Regions from separate parts of the Mus musculus genome. Here region 2 is linked to region 1. The links are chromatin contacts, called in public Hi-C maps. All regions are on one chromosome and are shown on one strand. The core of a region is the stretch at or near the end of the contact, and the rest is flanking DNA. Distances in the headings are between cores, read along the strand shown.

The links. A called contact is a pair of places that touch in the nucleus more often than the background predicts.
Region 2: a Hi-C map of cerebellar granule neurons shows a contact between it and region 1, with 2.5 times the contacts expected there. The contact joins two enhancer-like sites. A contact is called at or near these places in 1 of 15 datasets of contacts at CTCF or cohesin (large pre-B cells), 6 of 484 Hi-C or Micro-C datasets (the AtT-20 cell line, B cells, cerebellar granule neurons and 3 more), 2 of 115 datasets of contacts at active chromatin or transcription factors (embryonic stem cells and trophoblast stem cells) and 1 of 9 other capture datasets (embryonic stem cells).

What each region holds. Positions count from the first base shown.
Region 1 is chr10:116,652,110-116,655,033 of GRCm38.p6, reverse strand. No RefSeq gene overlaps it. Among named protein-coding and RNA genes, the nearest start is that of Gm26579, 21 kb to the left of the region's middle. Within about 2 kb of position 1,428, at least 25 of the 459 cell types and tissues checked have an H3K27ac peak or open chromatin away from gene starts, as enhancers often do. A contact at or near this core is called in cerebellar granule neurons, where this site is marked.
Region 2 is chr10:116,769,870-116,772,747 of GRCm38.p6, reverse strand. No RefSeq gene overlaps it. Among named protein-coding and RNA genes, the nearest start is that of 4930579P08Rik, 42 kb to the right of the region's middle. Within about 2 kb of position 1,362, at least 34 of the 459 cell types and tissues checked have an H3K27ac peak or open chromatin away from gene starts, as enhancers often do. A contact at or near this core is called in cerebellar granule neurons, where this site is marked.

The DNA.
Region 1 (2,924 bases), core at 179-2,678:
TGAAAGAAAGAGAGAAAAAGAAAGAAAGAAAGGAAGGAAGGAAGGAAGGAAGGAAGGAAGGAAGGAAGAAAGAAAGAAAGAAAGAAAGAAAGAAAGAAAGAAAGAAAGAAAGAAAGAAAGAAAGAGAGAAAGAAAGAAAGAAAAAAAGAAGAAAGCTGCATGCCCAGGGACTGGAGAGATGGCTCAGCAGTTACAAGCACTGACAGCTTTTCCAGAGGACCAAGGTTCAATCCTAGTACCCACACACCAGCTCTCAAATGTCTGTAATTCCAGTTCCAAGGGATCCAATGCCCACCTCTGCCTTTCATGAACACCAGGCATGCACGAGTTGCATAGACACACATGCAGGCAAAACACACATATACATAAAATAATAAAAGGAAACTTTTTAAAAAAAACAAAAAAGGTCTAGGCCTAGAGGGATTCACAAAAAAAAAAAAAAGCATATGCAAAATTTGATAAACGGAAGAGAATAAAAAATCAAAACGTAAAAGCATTTAAAAGTGGAACAACATCGAAGAACATGGGGGGGGGGGCTGGAAATAAAGCAGGAGGGAGGAGTGAAGCCGTGGAGAAACTTCTTTCTGGGTTCTTTAAAATTCGTGTTTCCCGGATGTAGACGCGGGAACTCGTCAGGTGAACCTGGAGCTTCTTGTCTTGCCTATCAAGCAGGTTGGGTCTGACCTTGTGACTGGACAAGTGATAAATGCTCAATAGAGCTGTCTTCATCTTAGTAGCTTCCGGCCTGGGTGTACCAAAAGCCTGGCTGGCTGGAACTAGCTCTGCGGTGTGCAGGCTGGGCAGGTTCTCGGATGACCGCAGACTCTCGCTGAGATGCCCTGGGGTAGCTACTGTTCTAGCCCAGGCGGGAAAGCACAGTGCTGAGATCTGTCCGGGCAGACCAGCCTTCATCCTCGAAACACACTCTTTATTAAACCTTTTCAGTATGATAGCAAACTACATGAATTCTTCCAAAAATAGGTGTAGGTTTATATATTTGGTTTTTTGCAACATGTTCAAAAAATCATGTCAATAACAACTTAATTGAAGCAAACACACATAAATCTTAAATTTTTTTTTGTTTTTTTTTTTTTTATATGTATAGATGTTTTGCCAGCATGTATGTGTCATGTACATGAAGTGCCAGTAGGGGGAGTCGGACTCCCTGGGACTTGGGTTACAGATGGTTCTGGGCTGCCATGTAGGTGGGCTGGAAATTGACTCCTAGTCTCTGGAGGAGCAGCCACTGTTCTTAATCTCTGAGCCATCCCTCCAGCCCCAAATCTCAACATTGTAAACGTTACTGTGTAGGTGAATATAGACGAGTTGCTCGTGGCTCACAATTGCATTTCTGGGACAGCTTACGCTGTGTGATTCAAAAAGCAGAGAAAGGCAGCAGGGCGAACAGATGCTGCAAATGGAAGAAAACAAGGACAGATGGCCAGATCTGTGTTAGAGCACACCGATCCACCGTGAGACGGGACAGTAGCCATTCAGCGCATGCGCCTAGTGAAACGGGAGAAATCCTCCACTATTTGCAGATGGATTTTGGATTTCACTATTCTTCTCTATGCAGTAAAGCTTTTAGTTTATTCGCATGATGTTTCCTGGAAGGAAACAAGACATTTTCCCTTCACTACCTGATTTTCGTGTTTCCAGGGGAAAAGCCTTCATCAGATCATTTATCCTCATAGATGATTAAAGGGCTTTTGCATTGGTTCAAAAACTGAGGATCAGAACATGGCCGTTGCTAAGAATTCAGGAATAACTAGTGGTGGTTAATCTTCACTGTTGACTTGGTGGGATTTAGAATCAGCCTGATAACACACATCAAGTGTCTATGGGAAGAGTTTAACGGAGCAGGGAAGACCCACTCAGTATGTGGATGGTTGGCATCATCCCTTGGGTTGGAATGCTCAGAGGAATAAAAAGGAGAAAGTGGGCTGAGCATCAGCACTGCCATTTCTACTTCTGAGTCCCGCCTGGGGGCCGGGCAGGCCTAGAGGGGAGCAGTTAAAACAAACAGCTGTAAAGTGTGGCCAGCATATCACAGCTCTGGGGGACAGACACAGAGAAATGACTGGGGCTCGACAGGCAGCTAGCCTTGCCAAACAGGTGAGCTATGGGCTATTTGACTAAAATTAGCTAAGCAAAACTCTGAAGTGGAGAACAATTAGGCACAGAGTTCTCGTGATGTGTGTGTACATGCATGTTCGAACGTGTGCCTGTGTATGTGTGTGCATGCATGTGCGTACGTGTGCCTGTGTGTGCCTGTGTGTACACGTGTGTGTGTGTATGTGTGTGTGTGCTTGACCATGTGCATGTAAGAACAAATCCAGAAAAGAATGTTGCTTGTCTTGGAACTATTCCCAATTTTCTTCCTGTATCATTTTCTACCTTTTTTTTTTTTTTTTTTTTTTTTTGAGACTGAGCCTGGAGCTCAATGTCTTGGATAGATTTGCTGGACAGTGAACTCCTAGAATCCACCTGTTTCTGTCCTCCAGTATAAGGTTTCTGGCACATCGGACATGCCTGTGATGGGGATTGGAACTCAGGTCTTCACGCTTGCAAAGCAAGTGCTCTTTCCCTTGGTGCCATCCTCCGGACACCATGATAGTTGATTTGACTCTTACATTCGCCTGTAGTCTGAGCTAATGGTCTGATCTCATCTCTTCTCAAATGGTTAGCAAAATATCTTCCTAATAGTTTCTAAATTAATTTATATGCCACCATTATAAACGATGCTCAGAAGTGTGCCCCTACGATGAATATTCTAGTTAGTGTTTCCTTCTGGTTAATAACTCTTTTAAAAATGCAACACTTCTGGGAGCCGTCCCCATCCCAGAGATGCCCACTCCTACTGACTTCCTTTCTCTTACCCATCCCTCTCTGTTCTCCTCATGCCCTCTCCCACCTAGTTCCCT
Region 2 (2,878 bases), core at 113-2,612, 120 kb before region 1:
CGTGTGCGTGCAGAATTCTGCAGAGCCGATGAAGGTTTCACCGGTTTCCTGCAACCGGAGTTGTGAGCTGATGCATGAGTGCTGGGATTTGAACCCAGGTCCTTTGGAAGACAAGTCAGTACTCTTAACCACTGAGCCCTCCATCCAGTTCTCTCTTTAAAATAGAATCTCACTCTATAGTCTAGCCTAGCCTGAAATGTGGGTGATCCTTCTGCCTCGGGCACCCAAGTTCTGGTAATATAAGCTTGAGCCATGATGCCTTGCTCCCATAGAATTTTTGACTTTCATCTTTAGTGATAGAATCTCAAGGGTATAGCAAGTCGTGAGTCTAGTGAACTTCAAAAGATAAGCAAAATCAGCCATTCCGTTCGCACTTTCCAGACTTCGTGTGTGATCTCACAGCCCTGCGACTTGAAAAGAAAGAAGTCTTTCCTCTCCTCTCTCTCTGGGCACAAGAAATGAGTCGGCCTCTCCGGTGCTAAATATCATCCCTGTCAACTCTCTTATATCACGGACCCTGGAGATTCTCTTCTGTCTTCACAGCTCTTTAGAATTTACGAGAGACCACCAACTTAGATATTGACCCACCGAATAAACCACTAACACACTAATGGCTCAAGGAAAGGGTATTTCTTTGGGACCTGAAAACTGATCAGAGGCCATTAAGTTATGATATAGAGTGGGGGGAGGGTTGCAGAGGGACAGAGAAGAGATGAGTCTCCTGTCACCAGCCACTAAGTTCCTTCTATTTATATTGCATCCGAGCTTAACAGCTCACTCAGGAATGCTAACTATCAGACCCACTCAGAGGAACACTCTAGTGAAATCTTCACTTGGCAAAGCTAGATGTCTTCAGGGCACGCATCATTGATTTCTGCGCCTGATTCTAAAGAGTCAGTTGAGCTCTTAAGAAGCACCCAAGGATTTAGAGTCCGGTGCATTTTTGATGAGACGCTGTTTAAAGCCTGTAGAAACTCGGCTTCGGAGACTTCCAGCTTACCAACGTTGCTGCTTAAACGCGCCCATCCCTTCTTGGCTGGCTTCCATGAACGGAAGAGTCTCTGTCAGTTCTTATGACATACAATTGGAGGAAGATTTAGCTGCCAAGGATCACAGTCTCAAGCCTTCAACTTCTTTACGGCTCCACATAAATATAAAATGAGGTCATATTTTCGAAAGATTCGTGATAACGCGCCTTGGCCAGAGTTGACCTCTCTAGCCAGCTTTTAGTGACACCCAGATGACTCTCTGTTTAAATGCAAAATAACCGGGAAGCCAACTGAAGCTCAGAGTCAGGTGGCTTGGTGCTAGTCCTGGCTCAACAAATTATAACTAGTTCCATCCTGGATGAGTCACTTGCCTCCTGCGCACTCCGCTTCCTCGAGGCAGAATCGGTCAGATAATACTCTTCTCTGCCACTTAGGGTTGTTGTGAACCTGAGATAACATGGATATCTATGCAGAACTTCACTGTAAAGAGGAAGGATTGTGGGAGTTTGAGTCTCTGGCGTGATACTAGCTTGAAGAAGCAAGTCAGGCACAGGGTTCTCCCCTTTTAAATGTGATTCGGTTGGTTTTGTTAAGGGGAGGCTACTTGCATGTCCATGAGCTGTCTTTTACAGCTAGAGACCATGTTTCCTAGACCATAATAATGATCAACCAACATCTATTGAGAGATGTATACACTGAAACACTGTCCTTTTCCGCATGGGCCGTAAGGAAAGAAAGCGTACCCACACACACTGAAGTTCCTTCCCGTCCTTCCCTGAGATTGCTTTTAATTGTTAATATTTGGAATCAAAATATTGTTGTTATTACTGCTTATATTAAGAGGTTAATATTCTTTTTTTTTCTTTCTCACGGCATATTAAAAACAAAAAACCTCTTAAAAGCTTCCAATAGAAACTATGGAAAATCCAACGCCCTATTGTCTGTCACGAGATTCCAGAGCACTGACAGTTTATTATTCTCATCATTTATATTTATTCTGCTGCGTTTATTTCAGTACAGGGCAACTGCATCAGCATTCAAATTGATTGCACGTTGGTCTCGAAACCCTTAGTGAATGTTTCCTATTGTGTTCCAACACTGAACGCCTCCGTCAGGCATCACCCCGCTGTGGTGTTCCCACTGACGTGAGCTGCCGGTTCTCGGGCTTGCCATCCTCCACAGTTACCCAGAAATGGTTTCTGTTGAGTGTGGACGTTTTGGGGCTTCCAGAGTAGTATCTGGAACTGTGTATGGCAGAGAAGCCACTCAAGATGGTATTGAAAAGGAAAGGAATCTGTTTGCTCTTAGCATCTCCTAGAAGTGAAAGAAGAAGAAATTAATGAAACACCTCAATGACAGTAGAGACCTGGCTGCACACAGTTTACCTCCCCGGCTCTGCAGGCTTGTCTGCTCCCCTACACTTATGCAGGGCTCTGTATGCAGGGTTCTGTATGCCGGGCTCTGTATGCCAGGCTCTGTATGCAGGGCTCTGTATGCCAGGCTCTGTATGCAGGGCTCTGTATGCCAGGCTCTGTATGCCGGGCTCTGTATGCCAGGCTCTGTATGCAGGGCTCTGTATGAGGTGCTAGGGAATTGCTAAGCTTGAGGTCATGACTGACCCTTCTGGGGCACTGTGGGATAGCCAGATAGCCACACAGGATGCCTTGACACCCTAGCACTGGCCTTTGTGCTGTGTGAGAGCTGGTGTGTGTGTGTGTGTGTGTGTGTGTGTGTGTGTGTGTGTGTGTGTGTGAATAAATACTACCTCTTAGGAACATGCAAAAGATGGAAGATGGAACAGGAGAGACTTCAAGCAGGAAGAAATGTCTGAGCTGTCAGGTACAAGATGATAAAGGTGTTTGCTTATGTTTTAAACACTGGAGTCAGGG